Linked DNA regions of Mus musculus: region 1 is linked to region 2. The links are chromatin contacts, called in public Hi-C maps. All regions are on one chromosome and are shown on one strand. The core of a region is the stretch at or near the end of the contact, and the rest is flanking DNA. Distances in the headings are between cores, read along the strand shown. Region 1 overlaps Ssbp2 (single-stranded DNA binding protein 2). Region 2 overlaps Ssbp2 (single-stranded DNA binding protein 2).

The links. A called contact is a pair of places that touch in the nucleus more often than the background predicts.
Region 1: a contact with region 2 is called in a Hi-C map of CD8 T cells, with 1.7 times the contacts expected there. The contact joins two enhancer-like sites. A contact is called at or near these places in 9 of 484 Hi-C or Micro-C datasets (CD4 T cells, CD8 T cells, bone marrow-derived DN2 thymocytes and 4 more), 1 of 115 datasets of contacts at active chromatin or transcription factors (CD8 T cells) and 2 of 9 other capture datasets (adipose tissue and liver).

The regions. Positions count from the first base shown.
Region 1 is chr13:91,627,796-91,632,968 of GRCm38.p6, forward strand. The region is part of intron 4 of Ssbp2 (single-stranded DNA binding protein 2); the gene reads left to right. Among named protein-coding and RNA genes, the nearest start is that of Gm22778, 93 kb to the right of the region's middle. Within about 2 kb of position 3,811, at least 11 of the 459 cell types and tissues checked have an H3K27ac peak or open chromatin away from gene starts, as enhancers often do. A contact at or near this core is called in CD8 T cells, where this site is marked.
Region 2 is chr13:91,539,119-91,544,561 of GRCm38.p6, forward strand. It overlaps Ssbp2 (single-stranded DNA binding protein 2), which reads left to right. Exons shown (of 17, transcript NM_024272.4): 3 at 217-278. It overlaps Gm41016 (a long non-coding RNA gene), which reads left to right. Exons shown (of 2, transcript XR_873721.1): 2 at 1-215. Among named protein-coding and RNA genes, the nearest start is that of Gm41016, 7.8 kb to the left of the region's middle. Within about 2 kb of position 2,078, at least 94 of the 459 cell types and tissues checked have an H3K27ac peak or open chromatin away from gene starts, as enhancers often do. A contact at or near this core is called in CD8 T cells, where this site is marked.

The DNA of each region.
Region 1 (5,173 bases), core at 2,561-5,060, 90 kb after region 2:
TGCTCTCAGAAAACACTTTCCAGAAAGTTTCTCCTCAGTGATACTCTTTTTTTTTTTTTCCTTCTTTTAATTTATTGAATGTATGTGAGTTCACTTTCATCTGGCCAAGCATATTCAAACCACCACAACATACTACATCTATCTGTCTTGGTTATATTATACCTTATATTATACATATTTTAGTTGCCCCATAGTTCGTGCATAATTTGCCTTGTCTTTTGTTTTGTTTTTAGTGTTTTTTTTCATTCTCCTTATATTTCTGTTTAATAATTGGCAGACTCGCAGTCTTCCATCAGCCATTATTACTTTACTAATAACACTCAAGGTAGAGGAAACTTCATAATACTACATTCCCAACACGCTTCTGAACGGTCTGTTATTTGTCCTCTATGAAATAAAATAGGGTCATTTGTTTTAAAGTTGTTTGAAAAAAATGACATAGACACTTTTGTGCTTGTAAATAAATATCAGAAACCTAGAAATATGTGCAGATTGGGAAAGAAAAGAGTAGAGATATATAGAGATAGAGAAGCAGGGCTGCTCAATCTTTATAGAAAGGATACTGGAAACCTTGGCTACTGTAGTAAGAATAGCAAAAATGTCAATGATACTTATTTAGTTGCCTCTGTTCTTCCAGACATGATTTACCTGTCATGTCCCACTGACCTCTGAAAGAGCTGGTAGTATATCAGATGGCAGTAATAGTAGCTAATACTTATTGATCCCATATTTTATGCCAGTCACTATTGCAATTGCTTTCTCTAAATCCATTCATTGAATCTCTGAGCAATAGAACAGCTCAATACTGTCAGCATGTACATTTTCTTGGGAAGAAATCTTTGCTGAGCTTCAGTAACAGAAGTTTCACAGAGGAAACACATTCTTATTGTCTTGCTTTTAACTGTATATTTTACATTGTGTTATAGTATGTGAGTCTTGCCTTGGTCATTGCTTGCCCCTTTTTAATTTTTTTTAACTTAGTACCAATATCAAAATATAAAACACATTCCAACTGTTTAAAGACCACAGTTTTTAAAAATTGTCCTACCTTAGAAGTTCAATCTCTTACATATCCAGAGTTCTTTTTGAACTTGTATTTCAAAAGAGAATAACAGGGCACATTTACAATCAAGTTAAAGAAAACACAAAACCCAGTAGTATAGAAAGTTCACTGTTGACATTCTGGGATTTCTGACTGTCTGGGCTCCCGAGGACCTGGCAGCTCCACTGCACTGCTCTGCCATCTACTGCACTGCCACTCTGCTCATCATTTCAGGAAGACTCCACCCCACAGCGTCTGCTGTCCTCATTGTTTGTCCCACAGTCCTGGCATCCCAATACCGCTGGGTCTTCAGATAGCTGCACTGTGCTAGTAGCCCGTCCTGGCTGTCGTTAGGGTCTCTAGCCCTTGCCCATGATGCTGTGCCTCAGCTCAGTGCTTTCATTTCTGTGTTGTGATGTCCACTTGTCCAGCCTAACAGCCTGGCACATGTTAAATGTTGGTGTCCACACTTTTGTTTTCTTTCTCATTCTTCTGGCCCCTGTACTGTGGAGAAAACTCCCCATCCTCATATTGAGTTCTTGAGAGAATGTAACTCTCATTGGGTCATTGAGTCCTGTGTCTATGGATCTTCAGGACTTCTGTTGACCATCTCATCTCATGGCCAGCTCTCTCCTATCATCAAGGAACCCTTGTCTGTCTTCTTCAGGTCAGCAAGCATTGCTTCCTTGGGGCTTGTTAGCGTTGCTATTCTAATAAGAATGTTTATAAAGTCCTTTCAAACATACAGTTTTTTTCAAAATCAGCTTAACCAAAACTTCAGTGAAGCTCATTCAATATTTGACAGCTTTCTTCTTACTGTGCATGCTCACAGGGTCTTACATGCTCTGACCCAAATCACCTGCAATGTGAGTAGGCCTTTGATTTTCGTGTATTTGGAGAGGTTTAGCCTACTCTTAATGTGTGGAAGATGGTTGACAGTGCCTCTGCTGAGGCATAAGAACTCAAATGGTTTGTAAATACGTAAAGAATATAACATTTTTATTGAAGAATGACATCACTATCTTAGAATAAATAACCTAAAGGTATATTCCCTCTCTCGTTACAGTCTACTTCAGTGCTGTGTATGTGGTCAGAAAGAACATTGTATGGTTGGTTTTACCTCTAGCTGGGTTTTTACCTATATATACACATTAGATTCTCTTGCTGATTACTTTGCAGTGTTAAATAATTATTTCTCTTTCTGTTTACCAAGTACCAAATATCTTTTTGTATTCCATTCTGCTTGCTTGGTAAGTGTCAAGCCTAAGATAGAGAGAATGCTGGAAAGCATGTAGGTTTTCTGCTTGCAGGAATGCTGTTGTTAGGTATCTATTACATCTGGCTTCTCAACTTTTTAATTTTTTTAAAATTATTATTATTATTATTATTATTATTATTTTTTTTTTTTTTTGGTTTTTTTGAGACAGGGTTTCACTATATAGCCCTGGCTGTCCTGGAACTCACTTTGTAGACCAGGCTGGCCTCGAACTCAGAAATCCTCCTGCCTCTGCCTCCCAAGTGCTGGAATTAAAGGCGTGCGCCACCACGGCCAGCTTCTCAACTTTTGATACAGTTGTGAGCTGTGGTTTACTTGTGTCCAGATCTAGCAGGCCGTGAGTCCTTCACTGGGATTTCGAGTTTCATAGTGTCTATCGTCTCCTCTGTTTGATGCTCACTCCCTAAATGCATTAAAGGCTACAGTTTACTTATGAATTATTCCTTTTACTGAGTAAAATGCTTTTTATACCCCCTAATTCTTTTTGCCTTAACTTTTATTTTGTTAAAGGATCTAATTTGATTTAGTTGAGTGACCTACCATTTGTGATTCTATAGTGAAAGAAATAATGATTTTTATGGCTTCATATATAAGCAGTGTTTAAAACCATGTTCACTTAATGGTTAGCTATGACTGGGTGCAATATTTTAGACCTTGATCTTAAAAATGAGTTATATGGTCACCTTTAGTACTCAGATTCCTCCCCAGATGTAATGATTCTACAAATCAGTGGGTATTTTATATGTAGTAGCACCGTTGATTCATGTCCATCATCTATGGGGAATGTTACTAGGAAGACTATATAAGTTACTCCGTATTACCTTCTTTATGCATGCGACTATTGGGAAATAAGAAAAACAAGTATGAATTAAGTTGGCTTCTGTCAGTTTTCTTCCAGGAACTTGATACACTTGCCTGGTGTAAAACAGCATATGCTATGTTAGAATTTGTATACTTACATTTATTATATAAAAAAACCAAAATATCAACATAATAAACTCAGTTTAGCCACCTTTGACCGTGTCTGTGCTCAGAATAAGTGCTACTTACACAAGAAAGAAAACTAGCCTGTTCTCTTAGGACAGTTTTCAGTTACAAAACAGCACCTTTAAATATAGTGTGGTCAGCGCTACAGCCCAGTAATGCAAGGGTTATAGGAACCATAAATCCTGATTTACTGTTTGTTAATGTTTAGATCGTGAAACTAGAAAGGGGACCTCGAGAGGAAGAAAAGACCTCCAGGCAGGGTGGGCAGTGAAATATGTGTTGTGAAAGTAGATGCTGGGTACTGCTGGGAAGGACAATAGGTAGGTCGGGGCTCTGGCTCAGGACAGGAGAGAGCACAGAATGCATGGCAGTGCCATAGTGAAGCCCATGGCTGCCAGACAGTGATTTACAGCACAGTCACAGCCACGCCATGCTGCAGTTTGCCAACACTTGGCTTCAGCTCTTTTGACCTTTCCTATTGTCACGTGCTCCCATGCTGCCCACGCTACCACATACTTCCTCTCCCTCCACGTGGCAGTGGGTGACATCCTGACTACCTTTGAGCACTCATCACTAGCCCTTCCTGGCTTTCTTCAAGTGCACCTTCCCCTCTGTAACTTTCACCACGCTGATGCTTACACGTGAGTCTAATCATCTGTCTTCTTTTAAGACTGTGATTGTCTCTGAGAACAGAGTCAGCTTACTATAGCCTTACACATATGTTGCATGTAAAGTTTGTTGTGTATTAATTCATGGATGAGTGAGAAACATCAAGTCAAAAATTGAATTAAAATATGTGTACAAACCTAAGGCACCTCAGTATTTAATCTTCCATTCTTATATTTGAATTCTGGGCTCATTTGATTTTGAGATGGATATTTAGGTGGCCTGGAAAACTATGTAGGTCAGGCTATACCTAAACTCAATGATCCTCCTGCCTCTGCCTCCCAAGTACTAAGAATACTAACGTACTTCACCACACCTGGCTTTTGAGCCATTTTTATATTGAAAAAAAGAGCAATATTTAAGTTTCTATTTCAAAAATCTTCCATCCAAGCGTATTTCAGTGTTTCCCTAGAACTGTACTAAAGGAACTTGGTCCACTTCTAGGAAGGAAAGTCATCGCTTTAAGGATGAAGACTTTTTAGCATGAGAGTATCATAAAACATGTGCTACAGTGATAAAGACAGGCTCAAGGCCTTGTAAGCAGTTCGAGTGGCAGTCTGAGGGAGGAGAGCAGACTAGCCCCCAGTGGGACAGCTTCAGGGACGGCATCCCTCTAGGGTAGGATTGGATAGCTCTGTCTTTAGAAGGCACATCAGCTTCTGCCCTGGGCTTCCTAAGCAGCATCGCGAGGAAGAGCCATGGTTACCGTAGGTCACAGGCACAGAGGGTTAGGAAGAGAACCATACATTTCGGTAAATTAAGTTTTAACCACTGCCCCACAAGAGTCTGCGTTTAAAACAACTCATTATTACACTTAAGAACCCTTAAACCTAATCAAACCAAACCACAAACAACAAAACCCCTTTATTTTTGTGTTCTAAAAGGGAGAACCAATTATTGGCAGAATTTCCTGTTTTCTGTTGGGTTTATTTTATTTTGTATAGATATGATCTATTTTTAGGCACTTTGTTAAAGTAATTTAAAACTATCTTTTAAAAGTATTACACAGATTAAAAAGCTCCCTACGAAGTTGTCCTTTATCTGTGTGTGTGTGTTTTTTTTTTTTTTTTTATGTGCTAAACTATAGTGCTTCTTGGTTGTGCTCCATGAAGCAATTAAATAGTTTAAAAATGCAGTATCCGAGATAAGCAGTTACTCTCCATATTGAGAGAAAAGATGGGGCACCTGCTTGGGAGTGAGAG
Region 2 (5,443 bases), core at 828-3,327:
TTTAAGGAAGTTATGGTGGCATCTTCTCCTATACCAATCATTCTCTTAATCACATTGTAAAAGGAGTACTTGGGAAACGGAGCGAAGACTAATATGAAGATGATGAACTGAAATCTATGGTAGCACTTAAAGGAGAAAAGCACTGCTTGGTAAATAATATGTGTGGGGCAAAGCACCACACAGAAAACATTTCATATGGTTTTTTATTTATTTTAGATAAGATGGGAAAAAAACATCACATTGGGGGAGCCGCCCGGATTCTTACATTCTTGGTGGTGGTAAGTATCCTTTATTTCATTTTTACGTGATACTGCATTTCAGTAAGCTCTTTATGATCCCTACTCTTGCTTGGTTTTTCATTTTCTACAGTTGTGAACTAAAATGTAGTGTTTGAAAACAAAAACCAAAATCTCAAGACCAATATTCCTGCATTTCCTTAAAGATACTACTGTTGAATCAGAATGGACTTGGAGCTGGTGTGTGGGGTTTTAACTGTGCTCAGTACGTTCATTTGGAGAGTTGCTATAAGAGATACTGTAGGTTGAATGGCACATACAGTGAAGTGTATTTCCTTAGGGCTGCAGAGGATAGGCATTCTGAGATCACAGTGCTGTTAGATCAGTCTTGTAATGAGGGCTCTTCTGATGGCTCGTAGGCAGCATATCCTTGCATGGTGGTGGGAGACAGGGAACACAGGGAATCAGTGTTTATTCTTACAAGGGAACTAATCCCATCGTGACGGCTCTACCCTCATGATGTCAGCTAAATGTAATTATTTTCCAGAGACTTCACTTCAAAGTACCAACACACAGGGAGTCAGGACTTCAGTGTCTAAATGTGGAGAAGGTACAATTCATTCCATAGCAGTCTCCTTTCTTGTCTTGCTGCGGCAGATGAGAATGGCACTTTTTCTTGGCTCTTAACTTCTGACTAGCTATAAGATTGCTTTCTGTAAAGAGGTCTGAGAGTTGCCGTGAGACTAAGTTGGTAGTAGGCAGTCATGTGTATTGGCGTGCTAACCACCCAGTTTCTTCTTTGAACTTCACTTCTCTTGGGAGCATTGAGGTAGGAGACACTGATCTGATTGACATATTCAACATTAGACTACTCATACCTTAAAATAACAACAGCAAATGGTACATATGGTGAGCACATTCAAGACTGAGAGGCTGAGGGTGGCAAAGGGTAGATCTAGTGAGCCATGCAAGAGTCTCAGCTGTGATGAGTGTAAAGGGTGACACCTGGCCAAGTGTGCCGATTGGCTGGGAGAGTGTTAGTTGTTCTGATGCTCACAGAGAGGATAGGAAGAAAAACAGAGCTTGGTACCACAGGGGTAGGTAGAATTGGAGGTCAAAGAAGAGTGTATAATTGCACACAGACTGGAACATGTAACAAAGAGGAGTCTGTCTCTGTTACTGTAATATGGGAGGAGGTGCAGGGGTGCTTGTAGGTTTGGTGATAAGAAATTCAGTTATTCTCTGCCAAGTATGATATGAGAAGTTGTGATGAGGGTGCTCAGTGAAGTGATTGTGGTAGTGTATGGTTTAGGTGGGAAATCATCGTAAGTATTTATATATAACCAATGGGGCTGAGGAAGAGGGAAGGGAGGGAGGCCTGAGGACATGTGTGTTTGTGTGTGTGTGTGTGTGTGTGAGAGAGAGAGAGAGTGTGGGGGGGTGAGATTAGAAACACAAAAAACCTTGCTAGATACTGTTTAAAGCCAAGATAATACTGATGCATATAAAGTCACTGTGACACAGTATATACAGATATACTTTTCTGCAGCAGCAATTGGTAGGACAGATCTTTGGTTAAGCTAGGCTAGCTGGTTCTTTCTGTGTCTCTGTCTCTGTCTCTCTTCCTTGCACCCTCCCTCTGTCTCCATCTCTATCAGAAGTATCATCTGTTGCCTTGGCCACTCATTTTCAACATCATCTTTAAAGGAAGGAAATAAAGGGCCAGGCATGTAGTTCCCTTGTACATTATTTAATCATCATCTTTTTAGCCAGCCTCTCCCCCACAGGCATGACTTAGTTGAAGTTCTGTGGCACTGGAACCACACTTGCTCAGTTGTGGTTGTGGGTTTCCTCTGTTTGTCGCACACACAGCAGGAACAGGTGCAAGCCTTTGTTTGAACATTGTTCCTGTAATTGGGCCAACCGTCCATTCCACTACAGTTGCGCAAGGTCATTGCGCTGTTTTCTGGGTTTAAGGCTGGTCTCTCGTATAGTGTTAAAAAAAAAAAATCAAAACTGTAATTTGGTAAGTGATGGATTTAAGGTGTTTAGATCGAGACTGTTCTTTTCCTTTCTAGTAAAGGGATTGAGCTTGGGGTCCAGTGCATGCTGGGAGTGCTCTGCTCCTGTGCTGTCTTCAGCCCTAACTTCACAGTTACCTCCTAGGTGCCGCCAAGTCTTCTCTTTATTGGCATCTTTATGGATGTGCTGATGCTTGTGATTACCACAGATGTTCATATTGGATACGCGGATTAAAAGAGTGAGGATGTCTAGTTTTTCTCTATGTTTATGTTTTTATGCCTACTTCATTTTTGCTACTTCTTCAATAACTTAACCTATATCTGCAGCATGGCGATCAATAATAATGTCCTTCATCCTTTGTCCCTTTTTGTGCTAGACTTTAGTTTTTTATATCAGCTATCAGAAGGAATAGCTTTTAAACCAGCCATTGTCTCTCCTTTCTGTGACTCAGAGATTCAGAAGGACACCTGGACTTTGAACTTTGAAGTAACTTAATTTGGAGATAATCAAAATTAATGTTAATAATTAGCATGTAAATACTTTAAACTTTAAAGTTTGTTGAACTTAACATACAGCATATGCAATATTTAAAAATATTTTCTTGGGTTTTTCCCCATAAAACTATGAATGCGTTCTTTTCAGCATTTGCTTTGTGTATGTGAATCATGGATAATTCACAGTTTTGAAGTTAAGGGCTCTTCTGAGAACTACCAAAAAGGTATGACTCTACCCTTCCAAAACAATGCATGATGAAAGAGTATTCCTGACCATTGTCCAGAGTGAAACTTTTACTGAGGGCTGAATTCAATCCAACAGATACATGGCTGTCTTGTCTTAAGAGTTTAGAACTGGGCCTAAGTCTGTGGTCTGATGAAGGAAGTTGGCCTGTGTTAGTGGTTCCCTTTGTCACTACTCAGGAGCCTGCTGGTATTATTGGAACCAGCTATGACCAATGAGTAATAAAATATAATTTTATGACTTCCTGTCACTTTTCAAATGGATTTGAAGTTGGAATTTTTTTTTGTTTAAGCCTGTTTACTAAATACAAATGCAACTATATCACCATCCAGAAAATTGGTGGGCTAGATAAGCAAGTCAAACATAATATAACAGAAGTATGTGTGTTACAATAAAAATATAAAAATATATTTATAATACAAATATAAACACAGGAGCCATACTCACAAATGTTGGAAGCATAAGGAGAGGCATTGCGGAGGAAGTAAATCAAAGCTGAACTGAAAGGCAGTAGAGGGAAAGTGTCAAGGGCAAGTGACAGTTCCTGTAGAGTCACAAGAGGGCCTTGACTGTAACAGGTAGTTTAAACCAGTTGATCTGAGGTTGTAGTACTAGGAAAGGGCATATTCTCAGCTAGGACAAAAGGCAGGGGCCAGATTAGGAGTTACAGAGTCTGGAGCATTGTGGTTTACCACCCTCACATGTTAAACTAAGTGTATTCCATGATTAGTTCTGTGCTTTCCCACTAGTTCCAGAGTTAACATAAAACACAACCTAAGAGTGAAAAGTCAAAGAAAAGAATGGGAGAGGTGGGATGTGTGGAAGATGGACAGACAGATGCATGTGTGTATGCGTGAGCGCGCACACACACACACACACACACACACACACACACACAAGCACACACACAAGAGAAAGGACAGCCAACAGCCTTGGGGAGGAGAGGGCTTGTGCTGTTGAGGGAAGCAGATGGTTTGTAAGCTTCAGTCTTACGTCTGACCTGAGCTCTGCAGACGCTTGTCTGTCACTGGTGTACTCTGGTGAAACATGCAGTTCCCAGTTTCAGTTTGCTGCCATCCTCTAGAGCATATATTATTAGAAAATTTACTTCCTGTTTATGCTTGTATACAAATGTTCCTACTTTTTTCCATTAATTTTAAAAATCAAAATTCCAGGAAACTTCTTTCCTCTGAGGTAAATATCTTTTTAAACCTGTGGAATTTGGAAATACAGGCTCACAAAATCTTACCATTTGATGGCTTAATTAAAAAGCCCTATGCATTTTAGTTTATAACATAGAAATATAAAGTACCATTTAAAATAATCTTAGGTCTATACATTTGTATTCTAAACTATGTAACTGATAAGATTATCGTAAGTGTAGTTCCTTTTACCTGGCAGCTGGAAATCAAATCTTTTTTTTAAAAAAACTATTTAGTATTATTATATCTAAGTACACTGTAGCTGTCTTCAGACACACCATAAGAGGGCGTCAGATCTCAGTATGGATAGTTCTAAGCCAACATGTGGTTGCTAGAACTCTTGAGCTGGCCTGTGAGACAAGAGTGTTAGTAATGCCTGGCTGGCCCTTACTGCTGTTGCTGTGCCTTCCTGAACAGTCAGTGAGCAGCTCAGCCAGGGCAGTGCCTGGGACAGAGAGAAGGGTGTGGTCATTGTGCAAATGGAATTAACTTGCCAGACTTGATACATAGCGGAAAGCAGATTTTAGTCTTAGAGAAAAGGCAAGAATGTGTGAAAGAATAAAAACGTGCTGGAGACAAAAACAAAGGAAAACAACGCCCCTCCGGACCCCTTGAAAGCACAGAATGAGTCTTTTGTGAAAAATGAAGAATTGAAAGGACGAGGAAGACAAATTTTATTTATTTAATATGAAACTTTCCTGATTGGGCTAGCTATGAGAAACTTTGTTAGGAATTTTTTTTGGGGGGGTGGGGGGGGGGCTTGAGACAGGGTTTCTTTGTGTAGCCCTGACTGTCCTGGAACTCACTTTGTAGACCAGGCTGGCTTTGAACTCAGAAATTCGCATTTTTTCATCTGCCTACCTCTGACTCCCAAGTGCTGGGATTAAAGGCATTTGCCACCACTGCCCAGCTTTAGGATAATTTTTAAAAAGTGTTTTAAATGTCTTAAAAGTACTTTGCATATATCCATCATCTGAATCCTCATACGCCCCATAAAATAGATATAATAGTCTCCATTTTTATCAGAAGTGAAGCATCTTGATTTGTAATCAGCGATCATTTCAATAAGGGCTAAGATTTATTTTTAGTAATATTTATTATTTTTATTATGTGTATAAGACTGTGAATGTGGACCATGAGTGCAGGTGCCGCTGTTTGGGGCCCTCTGGAGCTTCCAGAGCAGCAGTCGTCATCTGCCTGATATGGATGCCTGCACCCAAACTTGGATTCTCTGCAAAAGCAGTA